Linked DNA regions of Mus musculus: region 1 is linked to region 2. The links are chromatin contacts, called in public promoter capture Hi-C maps. All regions are on one chromosome and are shown on one strand. The core of a region is the stretch at or near the end of the contact, and the rest is flanking DNA. Distances in the headings are between cores, read along the strand shown. Region 1 holds the start of Ndn (necdin). Region 2 holds the start of A230006K03Rik (RIKEN cDNA A230006K03 gene).

What was found. Promoter capture Hi-C pulls out the DNA fragments that hold promoters and counts their contacts.
Region 1: a contact with region 2 is called in a promoter capture Hi-C map of liver, with 4 times the contacts expected there. The contact joins the promoter of Ndn here to the promoter of A230006K03Rik in region 2. A contact is called at or near these places in 2 of 39 promoter capture datasets (hippocampal neurons and liver).

Annotation. Positions count from the first base shown.
Region 1 is chr7:62,346,474-62,351,082 of GRCm38.p6, reverse strand. It overlaps Ndn (necdin), which reads right to left and starts at 2,806. Exons shown (of 1, transcript NM_010882.3): 1 at 1,155-2,806. The coding sequence starts at 2,675. The coding sequence ends at 1,698. The region is part of intron 1 of Gm32061 (predicted gene, 32061); the gene reads left to right.
Region 2 is chr7:61,309,238-61,313,379 of GRCm38.p6, reverse strand. It overlaps A230006K03Rik (RIKEN cDNA A230006K03 gene), which reads left to right and starts at 1,731. Exons shown (of 11, transcript NR_169189.1): 1 at 1,731-1,870.

The sequences.
Region 1 (4,609 bases), core at 1,557-4,056, 1.0 Mb before region 2:
GCATTACAAGCTAGGTAATGCCACTAAATGTCGGCAGTTCTGCACGTCAACACACTGGTTGCATCTCTTTCATATTAATAGGACTCCTCGTTTACTCTTTACTCGGTATGGTGTGACAGGTATCTCCCCTTATTCACCTTTCCCAGGGGGGAAATTACTTTTTAGCTTTTACTAAATGACTTTTACCACAAATTCTAAAGGATTTCTAATCTCATTAAAGCCTCGTGTCTCTCTTTCTCCCCAGACCAAAAGCTTTCTAAGGAGATTTTTACCCCAGTTGTTGCTGTTTACAGTGATTCTCATCCCATTTCACCCTCTCTTCACCTACTGCCCACTGCAACATACTGACTGCTGAGTGGCAAATGTGACTATGCTTCTGGGGGCAGCTCCTTAATCCCAACCCCTCCTCTATTTCATTAGTGCCATGGCTCTTACTGGTACGACTGTCAGAATAGTTTCGCTCATCTTCATCCTTCTGGAAAGATGAAATTTCAGATCTTGTTTTTACCCCTTAGCAAGATAAGGACTTGATTAGGTCATCAATTCTTTCTGAAACGAGTTTCCTAATTTGTACATTCAGAAGCTAATTTTCTGTGAAACTCTTGGAATTAATTAGAAAAATCAAACCCTTAATGCATACAGCAGGGAGGCCAGAGTGCGTGTGTGAGTGGTGGCCATGGGGAGCTTGGTGTCAAGACTCCTGTATAAAGGTTTTAGGATAGTTCATTACCAACACCCCTTTTATTTTTTCTTGCTCTGTGATGATACAGTTATTCCTTACTTCTTATGGCTGGTGGGAGGACAAAATAAAGAAGAAAATGCATGATAAGGGTTTATTCTGCTAAAGTGTCCATCAAAGACTATTTTAAAAAATGCAACAGAAAAGGGGCAGGCCCTCCATATACCTGTTATTATCCCCATGTTATGTGATAATGAGCTTTTTTGTTGTTGTTGTTATACCTTTTATGTGACAAATTGATTAAAGCACTGCAAGTTTCTTCTGAGTGGTCGTGTGGTCTCCCACTGTGTTAGGACACCGTGTTTGCTTATGCTGCACACAGGGAGAATCTTTCTCATCCCCACCCATTCCCACTCCCCCTTTCATCAAAAATAAATGCCTCCTCCCCCCCCCCAAGAAATTATTTCACAGTATCTTTAATGCTCATTTTAACGTTTATTTATGGTGGGGTTGCATACATGTTTTGTAAAGGGTGCTAAGTGCCTACACTGAGAACAGTCCAGTTCAAATCAGTCCATTCCACATGGATGCTTCCTGTGCCAGTTGAAGTCATATGGAGAAAGGCCTTGACCTTTCTCTTGCTCAGGTCTGCGTTGCTGTTAAGTCCTGCTAACTCTCCAGGGCCTTCTTTGTCGATACAGATCATCAGTCCCATACAAAGAACAAGATACAGAACACCTCAATGTATTTCACAAGTTTAGCACAGCACATCTCTTGTACAAAAATGCACGAAAGCACAAAAGTGAAAGTACCAAATACTTATCACACATGCATCAATCTTAAACACTACACGAGTACACAAATGAATAGCATTACAAGGTACAAAAGCACTGTATGGAAAACTTAAAAATTATACATGAAATACTGCACTGTGGATTTGGGATACTCTAATGACTCAACCCCACCCTTACACAGCCCTAGTATGGGTCAGAAACTATCAGTGTGCCCCTGGACCTTTTTAGTCCTCAGAGACACTGCTGCGGGGGGCCTGGGCAGCAAGATTAGCCTCCCGCAGAGCTCTGGCCTGCTCCAGAGCCTCCCTGTATCGGGAAGGCCACGCCTGGGGATCTTTCTTGAAGACTCTGGCCAGGAACTCCATGATCTGCATCTTGGTGATTTCACGGTTAGCTCTGGACCCCCAGAAGAACTCGTACTCGGGAGGCTCGATGTGGGGCACACGCTGGTACTTCAGGTAATTCTGCTGGACGAACTCCTCGGTGATTATCTTCCTCACGTCTCCGAAGGTGGAGTGCTTCTTCCAGGGCCTCAGCCCCAGGATGCGCAGCACATTCCAGACCGCACCCTCTCTGGCCCCGCGGCCCTTCACATAGATGAGGCTCAGGATCATGAGCAGGAGGCCTGTCATGGGCATACGGTTGTTGAGCGCCACCCTGTCTAGCTCCTCTGGGCTGAGGGCTTTGACCAGGGCAAACTCCATGGTGTGGAGATTGGTCAGCCTCAGGTGCAGCCCGAACACTCTGGCGAGGATGACGCTGGTGCGCCTGAGGATGCTTCTGCACCATTTCTTGTAGCTGCCCATGACCTCTTTCACCATGTCTGGAAACCAGAGGACCATCCTCTTCTGGTCCTTCACCAACACGTACCACATGAGCTCGTGCGCCTTCTGCACCAGCTGGGCAGGGGCTGGCGGTGCTGGGATCGGCCGGGCTGGACTCTGGGGCTGGTGGGCGCGGCCCTCCTCTGCGGCCTGCTGCAGGATTTTAGGGTCAACATCTTCTATCCGTTCTTCGGGCGGTGGCGAGGCCTGTTGGGCTGCCATAGGGCCTTCGGGAGCGCACGGTGGCCCTGCGAGGTTAGCGGCCAGAGAAGCGGGAGGAGGGATCCCCACCGGAACGGCATCGCTGTCCTGCATCTCACAGTCGGGGACCTCGGCTGCAAAGTTAGGGTCGCTCAGGTCCTTACTTTGTTCCGACATGTCTGCGCCTTCGGATCAGAGCAGGACCGATGCGGCTTGGAGCTCTTGGAGCGGGCACTCCCTCGGTGGAGACCAGCAGAGGAAGTGCGCTTTACTGAGCACTGCGCCTTCCGCAGCAGCGGGCGGGCGGGGCTGATGCGATATTGCGCATGCGTGTTGGGAAGCCAGAAGGGTGGTAGGGCTGGAAAGGAGCGAAGCAGCAAAGCCCAACCACTGGGGTCTAAGGGAGGGTACCACTAGGCTTATGTAAAAGATTTCCTGGTCTCCTGTATGGCACAGAACTAGATGATGGTAGGGAAAGAAACAAGTTGAAGGAGAAAGATGTAGCTGAGATGGTGAAGTTAAGTTCGGACACACTGAGTTTGTGCAAAATCAAATTAAATGTGAAGGTCCTGGAGAAAGACTTAATTCTTGATTTTGGTTTTTCTACAAAAGAATAAGAGAAACAGAAATGACTTTTTTTTCTTTTTTCTTTTGGAAAGCTGTACCTTATGATGATGATGAGTTGTTTAAGATTGGAATATTGAGAAATTATTAATAGAGATAAATTCTTACATATCTGAATGCAGATCAAACAAGGAAGAATGTAAAGTGTAGTTACAGACACTGGAGATAAATCCATGTGAGATTTGAATGTTCTAGAAGTAGTAGATTCATATAGCATAATTGATGGGAGTTTAAAATTTTAATTAAAATGAGACTTGGTTCAGTGGTTAAGAGCTTTTGCAGTTCAAGCATGAGAACCAGAATTTAAATCCCCCAGGCCCCACATGAAAATGAGGGATATATAAAATATATATATATGCATTCATTCATCATTGGATGCTCAGTTTGTTGGTTTTGAATTATTTTAATAACTATAGATTTGGGCTCTCCATTTCTATTAGGTCACTTTGTTTTCATCTAAAGCTTCCGTTAAGATTCTAGTGGAAAATGATCAACATATTTATTAATACACATTTTATGACAGTGTATTTTTCATATTTTCCCACTACCTTTTTGCCCTGCTCACTGCATCTTCTGCGTTTATAAGAAATCTTCTACTTCTTAAATTATGTCATTCACAAATGACTAATTCCATGTTGGGAGCACATCCAAATCTTTCCCAATATATTTTAAATGCAGCTCTTTTCGATACCTAACAGTCTCTCATGAATAAGATGCAACATATTGGTGTCCAAAAATAAAAAGGTAGATCGAGAGGTCATCTAAAGCTGATATTTCCTCAAACTCTCCTTTATACAATGACCATTGTTGAAGCTTCCAAAGCCAGAAGTCCTTAGATTTGATCATCTTTCTTGTTCTGAAATAATGGAATTCCTTAGCCCTTCTCATCACTTAAAGCGGACAGATTTAAGATATCATGTTGGCATTCCTAGGTTCTAAAATATGTTTGTTTAGATATAACAGCTATCTTTTACCCAGAATAGTTATGGCAAGAAGCGATTCAGAGTTTTCCAGATTTGAGAATATTTGCACATGTACAATAACTTGTTTTAAACTCCAGCCTAGACGTGTTATTAGTTTGCTTCTTATTGACATTTTTGAAGGCAACACTTTCTCTCAGTTGTGATCTACTCCGCGAGCTCTGATGTGGAATTTTTCACTTGTGACATCCTGCATATCCTGGAAAAAGTTTCAGATTGTATATATTTGAGATTTTATGTGTTTGGGCTAAAAGTGCTCTAGTTCTCTGATGCTCATTAATTGGAACTGTTTTTCTGCAAGTGGGTTGAGTTTGAAGAATTTTCTGCACTAGATCACTATGTTTATATATACAGTGTATTTACCATCTTGTACTCAATGGATTCATGAAAACAAGTCACAAGTATGGGGCTGACAATCTTGAAGTTGTTTTTTGTTCAGGGAGGATACCAGAGATGGGACCAGAGAGCTACCTGGGCATCAGCTACTGAATAAGATGAGCTATATAG
Region 2 (4,142 bases), core at 482-2,981:
TCATCATCAGTTCATGGAATCTACAGTATGGTATGATGAAAACAAAAAAAAAAAAAAAAGAAAAGCAAAGGAAAGGAAGGAAGAACAGTGAAGACATAAAAAAGCAGGCAAATAAAAGGTTGAATGAATGGGAAAAATGAGGTACAGACCCCCAAGTTGGTTGTGTTGGAATGGACTTGGTCCAACAGAACCACAACATGTGTGAAATTGTAGAATGTGGCAAAATAATTCTTACTATTGACATGTTATTCTTTTGGTAATAATTGAATAATTGTATTCTTCCTTATTTTGGGGGAGCATATATTACTTCAAACTGTAATAAAATTTCAGCCATTAACATTAAAAAAAAACCTGTGCAACCTAGAATGACAAACATGGTATACATCGGAACCAGTTAATATGAATTTCTGCTTCTTCAAGGAAAGAAAGTTGGGGTAAATGGATTCATTCTGGTCTGTACTTTGTCAGAAGGTTGGTCACTTGTGAAATGGATGACATAAGAAGGTCATCTTTGTTGTTTTCCTTCAGCTACATAGATCACGCTTACAAGAGAATAGCATAAACACATTTGTATCTCCTCAGATTTCAGTCAAGTGTGCAAATTCTAAATTTGAAAGTTGAGTATTAGGATACAGGAAGGCATCAGAGATGGAATAGAAGAAACTTGCAGAAGTTATTTTTGTTTGATGAACTGGTTGTAGATGGAAAGTAATATTCTTAGGGAAGATTAGCATCAGAGAATACTCATGCTCCTGTAGATCTCTCGGCATCTGAGTACATACCCACACTTATAAGTTGGATGATTGTGTATTAAAAAGAGATCAAATGTAATGCCCAATTACTATTAGTTATAGATATTGTGAGTAACCCTAATGTAGTGAATGAAATGGTTGTATTTTTAACATAGTAAATGACATATGACTATTAAGATAATGTTTACAAAATAATGAAATGTTAATAACAAGTCTATAAGATCTCATATGTACATCATTCCCAAGTACACAGTGTGCTTCTCTGCATAAAAAAATCACATATGTAATTACGTACAAAAGAATGATTTGTAATATATCTAGATTTTGAATGCTTCTTTTCTAAAATAATCTCCTTTTAGAATTTCTTTACCATTATGATAATTTAAGACGAGGCATATTATTAGGTAAATACGTTCATGAAACTGGACACAAATATGCCTTTTGATAATACAAGTGCATTGTTTGTAGGTTGTGATAAGCATAAATATATAAACTAATGTGCAAAAATTTTAAAATATGCATAACTCCTCAGGATATTGTCACAGGAATATTACAAAGGTTCAGCTCTGTGATATATTTGACAGTCCATGACGACATGCAGCTGTCCATAGGAAAAAAAATGGATGCTTTATTACAGGTATCATTAGTCATATTCATTCTAAAAGGCTCAGGCATTACTGGACAGTTTTCTCTGTTTTTAATCAGAGCCAGTAACTAAAGAATAACTACATAACATTTTCTTTCACCTTCTATTTCTTCATTATTATTATTGCCGATGCAACAGGCAGGGAGGGGGGAGAAGAGATGGAGGATCTTTGTTGGAAAAATCTCCCTGGTAACAACAGGCTTATGCCTCTTTTATCATTTTTGAGATCTCTCTCCTGATTGGTCCAAAACCTTTTCTCTATTTTTCTATATATACTCAGCCAGTCGGAGTCAAGCAGAGCTGAAGAAATTTATTCACAAAGAAAATATTCCAGTAACGTTCCTGGTTGATGTTTAACACGCAGCTTATACCAGTCTCTTGTTGTAGATTGACAACAAGCTGCTTTTTCTAGAAGGAGGATTGCTTGGGAAACCTTCAGATGAAAATGAAAAGAAAACGTCACCATGGCCAGGTAAATTGCTGATTCTTCACATTCCTGCTCTGAATGAAACTGCTTCTGTATGTTGTGCAAGATATTTGTTATTGCTTCTGGTCATTGCGTCGGTTTTAATATCTATCATTCAGGACTCGGCCTTGTGGTCCTGCTTCATCTGCAAGGATAGTGTATTACATCATCCTTCTCACCTGACAGAGACAGGAGGCCTATTGCTCCTTAATCTGAGTTGAGGGACCACATCTGCAAAAGGTTTTTATATTAGGACAGCAGTTCTCACCTGTCAAGATGAAAATCTTTCCAATATTATTAACATCACCTTATTTAGTATGCTATTGCCCTCTGAGAGTACTAAAACCCCAAATCCTGCAAGTCACTTTCTCTATGATATTGTTAATATTCACAGTCTCAGATGATTTATATTACATTTAAACCCAAATTCTCGCATAAGGTTTGCATTGTTATTGTTGGGTACAAGCATAGTTTTATATATATATATATATATATATGTGTGTGTGTGTGTGTGTGTGTGTGTGTGTGTGTATAGATGCATATATATAGTGTTTATATATATATATATATATATATATATATATATATATATAATATATATATATGCATACTTCATTCTTTTCAGACAGTTAAAGCAGAGTATGCATATAGTCTAATGAAAAATCTTAAGATACCAAAATGTTTTTTGTTTTTGTTTTTGACTTTGAATCATAGTGTACCAAGGTTTACAGCCACTGCCCAGTTTCCCTGAGTTCTAATAGCTATGATATTTTAAATAGATTGCTTTGAGACAATTTCTGTTTAGGGATGACAAAGCATTTTTTTCAATTGTGGTTAATAGATATGATCCTGTGCCTTTTTTGTGTTCTGTAGTATTTTTTTTAATTCAAGTATTGTTTTTTGTACATAATCTAGGTGTCTCAATTGCATATAATTTTATTTAAATGTTGATATGTGAAAGAATTAATTGGTGCTAATCATTTGAATCTATCATAGTATATCATACCTGGCTTATATTTAATGTTAATATCTCATTAGTTACTAACATTAAATATAATTACTAACATTTGTTTAGCACAGATATTATTCTTATCAAAATCTTTACTAAATTATCATCTTTATTGTACTAGTAAATATGTATGTAGCTAAAGGATTGTGACTCAGCAATTTTTCTTATTTTTCTGTACATCATTTCTATTATTTTACTTCTCTGTATTTAATATAGTGATAAATTTTGAGGATTTATCTGCTTTTGAGGCTCATTCAAGAGAAATATGTATCTGAATAATCAAGCATGGATATTTTGTTGAAAATGAGTAAAGACAGAGGTTGTAGAAGAATATTTAAATTGTGAATGGCAGTGATAGAAGTGGGAGGCCTTCATAGTAGTTTTGACTGCAGATTCCTCAGAGGAAGTCTTCTAAGTGAATTAAATTTGTTATAACATTTATTGTGTACATTACTGGACTGAATTAAAAGGAAGATTCTGTTTCTCAGGATGCTGGTAATTTTGGATAAGGGGCATGGGATATGTAAATATAGGAATTGCCAAAAATATACCCTCCCTGTGTGATAGGTCATATAACCTTTATAGGTACCACTATGATACCACCAAGCTCAAATCCTGGTCAATTTGCAATTTTGCATGTTTCACAGTTAGAAGTGTCAGTCAATGTATATATATGCCAAAAAGTTCAATAAAGACATGGCAATTTTAGTTTGAAATAAAGATCTTATTGGATTAAATGTCCATTCTCACAGAGGCAATAATTGGAATTGTATGGGTCACTTATACAAATATCAGAGAAACAAGTATCATATTTTCCAGTGAAGAAAGACCTGATATTGATAGGTTAAATGTAATACCAGGTATTCCATGTCTACTAATTCAGTTGTCCATTCCTTAATATTCATTATTTGCTTTAACTTTGCTTTGTACTAAAAAAAATAATCCAACAGATTTTTAATAAGAATTTTCCATAGACAATGGTATGAAAAATGTGCTTCTGTGTTCAGTAAAACACTGTAGCGTGAATATCCTAATTCAGCTATTTAAAATTATATAGTAGTCAGAAACACTTGAGAAAAGAGGGAGCTGAAAAGGAAAGAAGTGATATAGGAATAGGTAAATGTACTGTCTAGTCCTGTATTTCCAGGCAAGCAGCAGGCATCTACGGTAATCACCTGTGCCACCTGGCAAATAGATACCCTAGACTGGCTTGAAGTTTGTTTACATGTGCTCACTAAATTATAAGAAGAGGCAGGAGATCCTCATTCT